Regions from separate parts of the Pan troglodytes genome. Here region 2 is linked to region 1. A link is a contact called in public Hi-C data. All regions are on one chromosome and are shown on one strand. The core of a region is the stretch at or near the end of the contact, and the rest is flanking DNA. Distances in the headings are between cores, read along the strand shown. Region 1 overlaps MICAL2 (microtubule associated monooxygenase, calponin and LIM domain containing 2). Region 2 overlaps TEAD1 (TEA domain transcription factor 1).

The links. A called contact is a pair of places that touch in the nucleus more often than the background predicts.
Region 2: a contact with region 1 is called in a Hi-C map of stem cell-derived neural progenitor cells, with 5 times the contacts expected there. The contact joins two enhancer-like sites. A contact is called at or near these places in 2 of 7 Hi-C or Micro-C datasets (induced pluripotent stem cells and stem cell-derived neural progenitor cells).

What each region holds. Positions count from the first base shown.
Region 1 is chr9:16,441,524-16,448,211 of NHGRI_mPanTro3-v2.0_pri, reverse strand. MICAL2 (microtubule associated monooxygenase, calponin and LIM domain containing 2) reads right to left here. Exons shown (of 36, transcript XM_016920387.4): 28 at 4,621-4,698. Among named protein-coding and RNA genes, the nearest start is that of PARVA, 88 kb to the left of the region's middle. Within about 2 kb of position 4,036, at least 10 of the 24 cell types and tissues checked have an H3K27ac peak or open chromatin away from gene starts, as enhancers often do. A contact at or near this core is called in induced pluripotent stem cells and stem cell-derived neural progenitor cells, where this site is marked.
Region 2 is chr9:17,048,812-17,055,416 of NHGRI_mPanTro3-v2.0_pri, reverse strand. The region is part of intron 9 of TEAD1 (TEA domain transcription factor 1); the gene reads right to left. Among named protein-coding and RNA genes, the nearest start is that of RASSF10, 110 kb to the left of the region's middle. Within about 2 kb of position 4,371, at least 6 of the 24 cell types and tissues checked have an H3K27ac peak or open chromatin away from gene starts, as enhancers often do. A contact at or near this core is called in induced pluripotent stem cells and stem cell-derived neural progenitor cells, where this site is marked.

The DNA of each region.
Region 1 (6,688 bases), core at 2,787-5,286:
TGTGTTAAATCACTCAGTCAATAAACCACCTGAGCTTTCTTCTCACGAGATGCTAGACCCTTAGCCATGGGCACAGACAGGATAGACATCCACAACTAATGAGATGGGCTCTTTCTTCTCAAATGTGTGCCAAGAGGCTCTCAGACAGGAAGAGTCGTTTGAGATTTGAAGAGCACACAAGAGAGGGAGGTTACAGTGAGTATCAAATCATTGGAAGGATATGGAGTGGGCCCATGCCAAGCTCCTGTTGGTCAGGGAACAAACAGGATATAGTGTGGCTACTCAGAGATGGAGGTGAAAGGAGTGGGGCAGGGCCCTGAGGACAGGCCTGGTTCAGTGCTGTGGGGGGCTGAGATCATCTAGTCTGCTTAGAGCAGAATTCTGACAGTCATAGCCTACTGTAAGATCAACCAAGCTCACATGTGTGCACTGTCTTCCTCTCCCTCTCCCCTCCTTCTCCCGCTCTCCCCTTCCTCCCCTCAAGCATGGTAACCTTAAATCTAAAATCTCAAACATTTTGTCTCCATATTGGGTCATTTGAGATCACTTGTCCTCAAATTGATTCAGTAAAATGCCATGCACCTTTTCAGATCTGCCCTCTCAGTACCTACCCCCAGCCCAACCAGCCCTCCCATGAACCGTGGTGGCACGTAGGGATGTCCCCCAGAAACTCCCCAGGACCGCCACGTGGAATGAGTCCACTCTCTTGTTCAACTCCCTGCTTCTGGCCACTCAGCCGACCCATTCAGATTTTCATGCAGGGTGTCTAGCCTTCAGATTTTCATCCGCTTCTTAGCGCAACACAATCCCCTGGTCTTAGTTTCCCCAAAGCTCTGAGTGATAAGCTCTTCCTCAGGGACCCACACAGGCCAGGCCAAACCCACGTCCCATCCCAAGAAGAGTCCCATTGAGTCCCCTCCACCCCCAGGAGGCCACACCGTTCTCGATATTCTGTCCTGCCTTCTCCCATACATCAATGCGAACATGTGCGACTGTGTGTCCCAGCCGTGGGCTCTGAACAGATGGCACCACTGCACACGGTCAGCAAGCTCCCAGAGGGAGGCCTCGCAGAAAGCTTTGGAGGGAAAAGGTAATTCTGGGAACAGATCTGATCTGAGGGCGGCAGGAAGGAGCTGCTGGGGAGGCGGCTGGCCTGCCTCCCACTACCACACCCCCATCGCAGCCCACGATTAGAAGGTTCAAGCCTAAAAAGGCAAAAGTTGTGAGTCAGTCCTTGCCTTGCTTCCCGTCCTTGTCCTCAGCTTGCCAAATTCCTGCCAAATTCCTTCTTCCCTTCCTCCTTGCACCCTCATTCTCCCTCTCTGCCATCTTCTGAATCAAACTCCTTCACTTGCCTCAAGTCCCCTCAGCTCAGCAGACTGCCTTTTTGTTCCCCCTGAGCATCCCTCAGGGACTTCCTGACAGGAAGCCAGGGCCACCTCAGGAAACAAGCCTGACAGAAACACCTCAGGTCTCACGAGGTCATGACCCAGAAGCCACTCCCTTCTTCTCCTTTCTCTAATTCCCACTCCCACCCCTGCTAGGGGGTCTCTTTCTCTCCACATGTGGTCCTCATGCACTGCCTTCAAGATGGAACTCCAGCAGGGCTTGAGGAGATGGGGGAAGCAAAGCCCCAGCTCAGGCCGAGCCACTTGTCCCTGGGCTGCCATTCAAGCCACTGCTTGGGAGGTGGGCACAGCCTGGGGAGAGAGGTGATGAGAAACCTACCCTTCCTGATGCCCACTGTGTCTTGGGGTTCTCTCAGAAGATGGTGAAGGGGAGCCTGGAAGTCCACTCCTTCACACACATACCAGCTGCCTGGCTCTGAGCAAGTTACTTAACCCCTGTCTCCTCATCCAACAAGTGGGCTGTCTGCTGCAGCTTCATGGGGTGGTTGAGCGGATAACATGGGCTAAAAAGAGATTGCCAGTTGGCCAGGCATGGTGCCTCACACCTGTAATCAGAGCACTTTTGGAGGCCGAGGTGGATGGATCACTTGAGCTCAGGAGTTCAAGACCAGTCTGGCCAACATGGCGAAACCTTGTTTTTACCAAAAATACAAAAATTAGCCAGGCATGGTGGTGCGCGTCTGTGGTCCCAGCTACTCGAGAGGCTGAGGTGGGAGGATCACTTGAACCTGGGAGGCGGAGATTGCAGTGAGCTGAGATCACGCCGCTGCACTCCAGTCTGGGTGACCAAGTGAGACCCCATTTCAAGAAGAAAAAAAAAAAAAAAAGAGGTACCCAGTGGCACAGGACACAAAGTAAAAGCTAGTTGTCAGCAAAATATGAACTCCATTAGTTTCCCACCCTCTCACGCACTCAAGCCGCGTCCAGTAAAGACATTGCTGAAGCCCTGGCCCATTCCAGAGGGGGCTGCACACTCTATCCAGCCAGGATTTCTCCAACTCTTGAGCCAAGAGCTCCTCATTGGCCAACTCACATCCCCCTCTGCTGGCTGTTTCCTTGAAACCTTGGTATGGCCCACCCGGGGCTGCCTTGCCTTCTGCAGGGGTCTCAGTCACACGTGCAGCTGGCCCTTAGGGTTGTTTTGTGCGAAGGAGGCTGACGCGCACACCAGCGCCTGAGTTTCAGCATCCAGGCTACCTCTGGGTCAGGCGCTTGTGCTACCTCCTCTCTGGGCCCTCTGGCAGCAGCAACCTTTCTCGTAGATCCTAGAGGTCATCTGGCAGCATGATCAGCTGGGGAGGGTGCCCAGGGCAGCCACATAGCCCCTCCGGCCCTCCCACCTGGGGCTTGGGGCCAGAACCAGCTGTGATGGGGCAGTAATGCCTCTGGACAGGAGGGATGGTACCATGCATTCTGCTTCCAATGGCAAGGCCAGCCCTGCTCCCTGAGGTTTTCTTCTGGGCAAAGAAAAGACAATAAAAAAGATGGCTCTCGTGGCTTTCAGCTCTGGGGATTTTCCGGAGACTGGGACTCCACGGTGCAGCTTCCCAGAACTTGGAGGTTTTGCAAGGCTCAAATCCCTCTCAAAGTCTTGGAGCGCCCTCTAGGGGCGGCAGCCTGAGCAGGCCTGAATCCATGTCCTCCCTTTGTACTCAGTCCAGCCAGCTGGCTCCTTGGTTCCTTACTTCATTCATTGATTCAGCAAACAAGGATTGGGTTCCTCCTCCGGGCCAGACCATGCTAGACACTAGGCTGATTGAAATGATCAAAACACAAGCCCTGCCCTCAAAGCAGCTTTCATATACTCTCGAGAAACGCTGTGCAATACTCCTTGATAACTAAAGGCTGAGTTTCCCAGGCCCATCCCAGACACCATGGGGCTGTTCAGCAGTCCTCTTGTTCCTGCACCTCCCCCAGCGACCCAGCCCTATTGGGAGGGTCTCCCACCAGCCTCCCTGCTCTCGCCCCAGGCTGGGAGCTTCCTGAGGAGGGACTGATCCCCCACACTGGTGGCACACAGTAGAGTGGGCTGGAAGCCTTGGGATGGACCCTACACCCATACAGTCCGGGCCTGGGCAGCAGGCTTCCAGGGACTTGGGGAGGGTCAGAGCAGGGCAGTAAAGGCGATGACCCATGTGTGGCAATGCTAGCTCCTCTGCCCTCTGCTGTCGCCGCTGGGGGCTGTCAGAGGATTCAGGAGTGACTCTAGGCTGTCCCCAGATGAAGTGGCCTGCCCAAGAGTGCAGCCCTGGGTCCTGCTCCCAAGGTGCCCCTGTCCCAGCCTGACCTGGTGTGACGGTGGTGCGTCTGGGGATGGTGGGGGAATGACTCACTGGCTGGGAGCCTTGACTCAGAAGGAAGGAAGACCAGGGCTCAGTTCCAACTGCAACAACATTTCTTGGTAGAAACCCCTGTCTAAGCCAAGGCCTTTCTGGGTCCTCCTTTCCTAGGGTGAGGCTGGAGAGGGAGTGGGTGTGGGGGGAGGTGGAAGGCAGCGATGAGCCTGGAACTGGATGAAGAGTCTCTGCCCCTCGCTCAGGGCCTGAGGAGGTAACTCTGCTCAGTAAGTGCTGCAGTCCCTGGATCCCTGGCCTGCCTAGATGCTGTGAGACTGTGCGTGTTCACTGCGCCCCCTGGCAGGGCCTGCTGCCTCAGCACCTGCCGCAGCCCTGCTCTTCCCCAGGACACTGGGACCAAGGGTGACTCAGAAAAAGGAGCAGGTATGTACGTGTGTGTATGTGTAGGGGTGTGAGTGTGTGTGCGTGTGCATGTGTGTGTGGATGTGTGGGTGTCTGTGTGTAGCATCCTGTTTTGTGTGAGGCCGTTAATCTGATGCCCCAGTCTCACTCCAGTGTACAGAATCAAATCATAGAGTTCCTGAACCTCAGTTTACTCATCTGTATTTCAAAAAGCTTAGAGGCGATGATGGCTAAGGCCCTGTCTGGGTGAAACTGTAGAATCCTAAGGCTCCATAATTCCTGAGCCAGGGGTGGGGTGGAGGGGGATGGGAAGATCTTGAGTCCCTTGGAAAAGGCTCCCTCTAGTCAGCAGTGGAAATAAAGTCAACCTTATATTTTATTTCTTGCCTCTGACAACCAGGAGCCATGCCAGAGAGATACCATGTAAGGAATGAGAACAGCTGCCCCTGAGAATTAACCAGAGATCTTCTGCCCAGCCCCAGCCTCCCATCCCCAGAGAGCTAGTGACTCACTCCACCAGAATTCTCTCCTCCAGTTCTGGTATTTGCTTGGGGTTGGAGACTGGAAGCTATTGGCCCGTTGCAGAGCTGCTGTGGAAAAAGAAAGGGACAGGGAAGATGGGGTGGGAGGAAGAGTCCATTAAATGTGTAGAGAAAGTAGGAATTTATCTCCTATAGCTCAATTACCACAAGTCAATAGACTAATGATTATAATAGATTGAACCCTCTCCTTCCCTCACACCATACTGCTGTCCCCACAACACACTCTACCAAACTTTTCATTTGTTCACACATCAAATATTTTTGTGTTTTTGTTTGTTTGTCACCAGGCTGGAGTGCAGTGGTGGGGTCATGGCTCACTGCCCCGTCGACCTCTTGGGCTCAAATGATACTCCCACCTCAGGCTCCCGAGTAGCTGGGACTATAGGCATGCACCACGACACGCAGATAATTTTTTAATTTTTATTTTTTATAGAGACAGGGTCCCACTGTGTTGCCCAGGTTGGTCTCAAACTCCTGGGCTCAAGTGATCCTCCCACCTTGGCCTCCCAAAGTGCTGGGGTTACAGGCATGAGCCACCACACCTGGCATCAAATATTTGAGACCCTGCTATGGGACAGGTACCACCCTCAGAGAATGCCTCAAATTATGAACCATCATTACTAAGATCATCAGTAAGCATCTACATGCATCTATGCGTATATGCATATGTGTAGACATATTTATACAGGCATGTGTACATACATACATGCACATATTCATTCATGTCAGAACAGTTATTTAAAGCTAAGGTCATCACGGGCCATCAATGTTCCATATATGTAATACATTAAAAACTGGAGCTGCTCTGATTGAAGCCAGGAAGCTGCAGGAAGTTCTACTCTCTGCCTCCCCTTTCCCCACAGAGCCCCCCAAACCCTTTGGAAACCAGGTTTAATTGAGGCTGTGGACCATCATTGCTGTGGCCCTCCCTTGGCCTGGTTCCAAGGGAAACATATTTGCGGGACACTGTACTTCCTGTGGAAGACCCCTCTGCCAGCTGGGCCTTGAGGATTAGCTGAGCCAAATGAACATCACATGCAGAAGAAAAACAGGTCTTGGTCACTTAGGGTGTGAGAGTGAGCAGTGGGGTCCACGTGTTCCCTGTTCCCATGCAAGGCCTGCAGATGCATTCTCAGGCTTCAGGCCCCTGCACCTCCATCATTGCTGGAGAGAAAGGATGGGGACGGTGAACATCTGAGTGTGCACACAGGCAGGGCCAGGAAGCATGAACGGAAAGGAAGCCCAAGGGCATGATGTGGGTGTGGGAGATGGACGCAGGGAGGGTCTGAATCCAGGACCCTAAATCCAAGGCCCAGCTAGCCCAGCCCTCTGTCTTTCTTTCTGTCTAGAAACAGTCCTAGATATTCCACTCCCTGCCAGGTCTCACAGTGGAACTCTTTCTTAGCAGCCAGGCTATGGAGCACAGGTGTCAATTACTACCTGGGGGCTTTCCTTCCTCAAGACCAGCTCCTTCAGCTCCTCTCTCTCCCTTACTCCATTTGTGAAAATGCCTTTGCAAAAATTATAACTGAGAAAATTATGACAGTGACAGAGATCTGACTTAACCAATCCCTCTTGCTTCTAACCTCCACCCTGTCTTTGTTCATTCCTGGGCGTAGGCTGAACTAACTTTGGGAGGAACTTAGTTTATAGTTTAGTTTGGAAACAAAGATGATAACAGCTCTTTCCCCAAACAAACCCCCTTCCTGCCTGGGGACAAGACTGCCTTTGCAGGACTAACAAATTAGCCGCAAGATTAGAAATTGTGGTTTAAGAGTCATGCAGCTGGAAGTTGCAAGATTCTGAACCTTCCCAAATTGCATCTTGAGGCTAACATCACTATTGTAAAGCCTAAGATCAGTGCTTGGGATATTTTGCAGACCCTGAGCTCAGAGGATCAACTGGCACCACCTAGATTGATAAACTGGCTCATCTGGTCTTTTAGCCCCCACTCAGGAACTGACTCAGTGCAAGAGGACAGCTTTGACTCCCTATGAGTTCATTTCTGACCTGACCAATCAGCACTCCCCATTTTCCG
Region 2 (6,605 bases), core at 3,122-5,621, 610 kb before region 1:
AAGTGTTCATGTTCAATAAATTATAGCTAAGATGACCATTGTTATAGTTTATTATCATGTGAGATTCACTAGATCCTGAGGTAGAAGCAAAATAACTTTCCTGCTTTTGCTATCCCTCCTGCCTAGTAAAGAAAAAAGAAACACAAGCCAAGAGCTGGGAGCAAGCAGTGAAGCCAAGTGACTGTTCAAATCCCTGATAATGGCCCACTCATAACCAGCTGCTCAGAGTGTGGGCCTCTCACCTGTGCCTGAAGGAAGGAAGAGACCTTGTGTCCACTGGACGCTGTGAGCAATGTGTTGTTTATAGATGTGATCTCAGGTAATCTTTGCCTCATGACGCTGCTGGAGGTGGATTTAATTTAAATCATTTTACAGATGAGGAAATAGAAGCTTAGAGATGAACTGACTTGCCTGAGGTCACACATCCAGGAATAGTCCTGGAGTTAATAAAACTTGGATCTGTCAACACTACAGCCCTTGCGTTTGCTGCAAACATTAATCACACTGTCCCCCAAAAGAAAATGTCTAAGCCTTTCTAACACCGTTAAGCCAACGTTTTTTGAAAGTTGATTTGGGAAAGGAACAACAGCAAAAAAACTAAACAGCGTTTTAAAACTTCTATGAAGTTAAATTAGAATTAGTGACAAACATGATTCACAAATGCAAAGGTTTCTATTTTGAGGAATTTACCTCTGTGTTCAAGGCTGAAATGAATAGAGAAGGGGCAGGCTGTCTTTGCCAAAGGAAACTGGGCACTGTCTCTACAAGGCTGGTGACTTGAAACCAAACTCTGACCATTGGCATCTCAGTGGCTTCACTGCTGCCAAGAGGTGGTGACTCTGTTTCTAAGAATACAAAGTACTACAGAAGGTGCCCTGGAGACCACAGCACTGAAACAAACAGACCACCCTCTCCCCTTCACTCAACCTGGGTAGGTCAGGAATCCCTCTGTCCCCAATTCCAGAAGGCTGAAAGGAAGAAATCTATATGTTGGGTTCAAGTTTTAATGAAATTAATTCTAAAAACCCTTTGGTGAAGGCTCTATTTCCAGTCTTGCCAGTTCTCCTTATAAGGGAAGTGGGCCAAGGTGGATTATTTATTTGCTTCTCTCCTTCCCAAATAAATCTCGTTTCTTCTCCAGCAGTGGTGGTTTCCCCAAAAGTGAAGGTGGCACATAAAACAAAAAAAGGGCAATTCTATTCTATGGGGCACAAAACAAATACTCATAAAAGAAAACTGGCATTTGGGAAAGAAAACTGGCATTTGGGATCAAGATATGAGCAGAAAAAGGGCGAATGTCAATGACTCACATATGCAAGGCGCAAGACTCAATTTCCTCAATATCCAAAACGGAGGCTAATTTTGACTTCTCCAAAAGAGTCCCCTAGGCACTCAGTAGAGGCACAACTGATTATCAACATCTCAAGGTCAACGATGGAAAAGGTACTCACTCTGCCTGTTTCTTTTACAGATTTTAATAGAATGAACCAGCACACCTATCATCCATCATACATGCCAGGCACTGTGCTAGACACCAGGAATCCATGAGCTAACAACAAAGTGCTCATCTTCATAGAACCTACAGAGTGACTGTACAGAGCAAGCTTATTACCTCGATACTTAGAATTGTATCTTTCCCAAATAAATATATGTTCTCATAAATTCCTACAGAGAAGATGGGGATAATAAAGACAGTCAACACCACTTCTACACATCACATGAACTAAATTAGCATTTACCTGCTCTTTTTATAAGAATGACCTTATTCTCCAGCATTAAACATATTGTTCATTAGCAAGGAGAAAATATGTGGAAATCACCTAGAAAACATGAATAAAGTTTCACAAGTCCAAGGCAAAAACCATAATGAACATCAAATTATCCATTACACATGAAAGTAGAATACTCTTTCAGATATTTAAGGTATCAGAAAACTGACCTTCCTTGCAACTTGTTCCCAGGGAGCTAGGAGGATATGTTCCTACAAAATGATGGAATACGTTTTAAAAAGAGATGGGGCCTAACATAGAAGAAAGGTAAAGAAAGCAGCCAGGTCAGCAACCAGTCCAGAGTGGATCCGTGGAGCTGAGGACTCCTGGAAGGATGTCACCAAGAGAGCAGACCTGATTTATATCTCACCATCTGGAGAAGAGTATGAGTTCTCCTCGAAACTTTGAGGATGAATTGGTGTCGCTATGTAAAACTGAACAATTTTTTAAGAAGACAACCATACACCCCAGAAAAAAACGTTTTACAATTAAGGAAATGGTTCCAATATATAACATTAACCACGCTGTGTGCAAAATTTATATGGGTTTGTAAAATTAACTGAACGCTAATTGTTTTTAATGTGATATAAGCACATAGGGGGACTGAAAGGAAGACAGAGGGGGGCATATACTAAATTTAGAGAACTAAATCGTAGTCTTCTATGTTAAGAAGTCAACAGATGATGCCTAAAATTAATAGAATGAGATATTCAATATAAGCATGTTATTTAGAAATGTGGAGGTAAATATATTAATACAAAGAAATGGCTGAAAAGGCTGCAAGCAATGGTCCCCAAAAAGTAGAATTGGAAGGTGAGGAGCCATGAAGGAGCAGAATACTGCTTTTCCTATGGGCCACGTGCTTCAATCTGGCTTACACAATTATTTTATTAAATAAACCACCAATCAAAAACTATCTTGAAAGATTATGGAGTTTTTCTGAGGAAGGGAAAGAACCATAAAAGGAAGCAAAAAACATTACTTCAGGATGTTTACTCAGTGTTAGCCACAAGTTCCTTGGGCTTTAAAGGAGCTCGGGTCAGACTGGAAAGCTTTCCTACAGCTCAAACGCTCAGGACAGCTGGACAGGAGCTGGGACGCTTGTCTGCAGGTAGGGTTCACCAAAATATGTTGCACCAGTAAAACCCTACCTAGATCAAGGATGCCATGCAGTACCTGATGCCATCTTAATATGTGGATTTCTATTTTGACTTGGAGAAATGTCCATTTTCTCTTTGTTTTGCTATAATCCCTCCAGTTATTCTTCATAGCAGTTGCAAATAATAATAAAGGTGAATGCAACCCTCGAAAGTCAACCATTCACTTGCAAAGAGCTTCTGAGATACCCGGGGGGAGTTAATAAAGGACTTTCGTCTTCCTTCAAAGCTGCTCTATGAGGTCACTTTGTTTCCTGGTCCCTGCTGCTCTTTGCTGCTTAGGGAGCCTGCAGTGAGGAGTGATGAACACCTGGACTGTGGTGTCAGATGGGATCTGGGTTTGAATCCGAGCAGTAGCACCACTTCCTAACTGAGTCATCCAGGGCAAGTGATTATAGCCCTCTCTCTCTGCTGCAGTTTCCACAGCCATAGTGGAAATATGTATACTTAGTAGAACTATAATGCAGGAATAATAATAGTACCTACTGTACTGGAGTGTCAAGAATATTAAATGAGATAATGCAAGGAAAACACATAACACTGTACATAGCACGTAATTTGCTGCTGTTATTACTTTCCGGAAGAATCATGATGTTTCTTTACTTTGGACGAAAATAATGTGAAATCAATACTGTCCCTCTGATAACAAAAACCTGGACATACTAAAACTTAAAGCATAAATGAAGACAGGGAAAGTTTCATACTCATTAAGGCGATTCTGTTCTGATGTTACCATCGGTGCTAGGGTAGTGGCAGTGTGGGGAAGCCTTGTGGGGTCTGGCGTCCGCATTTCCCTCAGGCACACAGTACCCTCTCCAGATACCTGCTTCCTACCTTCCTCTAAGGCATGCAAAGTCTGTTCCCAAAAGTGGAGTGGGGACAGCCTAGGAGGCTGTCCATCACTGTAGATGAAACAAACCACAACAGTACAACTTCCAACAGTGGTCACTGGGGCTTTTTTCTCTTTTTTTTAAAAGGACTGCCAATACATTCTAGATGTATTGAATCTAGATGTATTGAACTGATGAAGGCAGTTCAATCTTTGTGGAAAAGGAAGAAAAAGCCCTACAAATCTGCTAGTCCTCAGCATCTGCGAGGTGCCCTCAGACACACCGGGTCCTGCACTGCACCGTCCAACCTGAAGATGGCAGTCTTTTCCTAAATTTGTTCCAAAAATTCTAAGTATTTGAAGAACGTAGTGAAACCTTGAAAAATGACTGCTGTCAAATAATACCAAGAAAAAAATTATAATCCACTTAGGAATTTAAAGAAATCAAGACAAATAACTCATGTCAAGGGATGCTAATGTACAAGCTGGAACAGAACAAGGACAAATCGCCTACATTTACTTCTTGTCACGGTCCTGCCTGGAATGTCTGTCCACCTACCCCCCAGGGCAGGCTGGGCAGCCTGCGGTGGCCCCTGGGGGGACAGGGAATGGCTGCGGAGCCAAGCCAAGACAGGTTCCCGCACATTCAGCCCAGGAGCTTGCCTGTGCTCACGGTTCCTGCCCAGGAGAAAGTGAATCTGAAGTGGGTTCTCTCCTCAGCTCACTGTTCAGGGCACCAGCCCTGTTCTGGCCACTTGGCCCTGATATGCCACTTCATCCCATGCCCCTTGTTCTTCCCAGAGAGAAACATCATTGGAAACAAGGAGCAAGTGAATGCCTCCTTCCAGGATCTCACACCGAGATGCATCCTTCCCACCTCCCACTCCCAGCACCATCTCCACAGAGGGGCTGCTGCTTCCTCAGACAGGAGTGTGTCTTCCCCACAGAAGTGCAGCTGAAAGGCCCACCGACTGAGTGAGCAACCAGGAAGGTGCGTGGGGTGCGGACCTGCCAAAGAAAGCAGAGGGGGCCTGACTGGGGCCTCTGTGAAATGTCTATAGAACCCGGATTTCCAGACGCTTTCAGTGGCCTCCTTCCCAAAGGGTAATGAAGAAACAGGGGAAGTGGCCAGAGCATCTTAGAAACACAGTACAATGTCTGCTGCCACAAGAGAGTGTGCCCTGGGCCTGGAGGGGCTCGCAGGTGGCTCGGCAAGGGCTCAGGATTGTAAGGGGCATGGGGGTGCTCCACACTGAGCCATCATCTCCTTCCCCGGGAGACACTCCATCTCCTACGTCCTACTGGAAGACTAGGCTTGGAAAAACATGAGAAAAACCTGAGAGACATTCAAGGACTAAGCATAGCCAACCGTTAGATCAGCTGCAGCCTTCCTCCCCAAACCTGGAAGGCCAAATGTACTTTCCAACCACTTATTCCGAAGCATGAGATGGGAACATTAATGACACCTGGGTTAGAATATCTAGGCTCTGCTATTTTTGAGCTGAGTGGCTTGAGGCAAGTTGCTTAACCTTTCTGGGCCTTGGCTTCCTCATCTGAGCAGTGATGAACCCTAGCCTGTCTACAAGGTCAAATGAAACAGTCAATGTGAAAATTCCGCCCAGGCCACACAGAGCTGCACAGATGCTGGTGACCTGGCTTACTGGCATAAGATCACTTCCAAGCCCTGAATTACAGGAGAGAAGGAGCCTCTTTTCTGAAGGACCAGGAACCAGATTTGTTCAAACAGCCATTCTCCACCCCAAGATGGAGCAACTGCCTCAGCAGCCACTATAAAACTAGGAAGCTTCTCCAGAGACACCGGTGCCCTTCTCTGTCCTGCCCAGGATAAAGGCAAGAACCCTCCTGGCAATCGGGAATTAAAACCTTACTGCTGCTGCTTCTTTTTTATTTTTGTTTATTTATTTTTTTGAGACAGAGTCTCCTCTGTTGCCCAGGCTGGAGTGCAATGGCGCGATCTCAGCTCACTGCAACCTCTGCTTCCCAGGTTCAAGCAAATCTCCTGCCTCAGCCTCCCGAGTAGCTGGGATTACAGGCACCCACCATCATGCCCAGCTAATTTTTGTATTTTTGTAGAAGCGGGGGATTCACCATGTTGGCCAGGCTGGTCTTGAATGCCTGACCTCAGGTGACCCACACGCCTTGCTGGGCCTCCCAAAGTGCTGGGTTTACAGGCATGAACCACTGCGCCCGGCCGAAACCTTGCTTTTTATCTTGTGTCTCCAACCTAATCCCCCATGCACAGCCATCCCCCTCTTCTTTCTTCCACAGGCCTCATTAATGTCATATTTCCTTAGAGCTGTCCTGGTCACATTTCCCAAACCAAGACAGGATCTGTGTTCTGACAACGGAATTTTAGTTGATCTGTAAATTTAGGCCATTGAAAGAAGTATAAAAATGTGAAATTAAATCATCCTTGGGCCCACGTTTGACCAACTGCCTTTATGAGAAAGAATCATGTTATCTGCAGGATATATTTACAGACCTTCCATGCGGGCTCAACCACAGGCCTGCCAGTCCCCCAGAGGGGAGACCTTGGGCTCCCTCTGACTATGAAGACTGCTAACTCCCACATCCATGTCCAGGAGGTCCAGCCCCTTGGAATAAAGATAAGGGCCAGAACACCAGGCAGCAAAACTCCCTTCCTTCTGGCTGAGGGGCTGCCATCACCAAGCCCAGGTGACCCTTCAGGAACTCTCTCCTGTCCTGGAGCCCCAATCAAATGTCCATCTGTGAATGGAGAACAATCCCTGCCCTTCCCATTTTCCCAGATAATGGGGTAAGTGTCATTTTCTCATACACTGTGAAATTCAGACAAAGTTCAAATAGTCA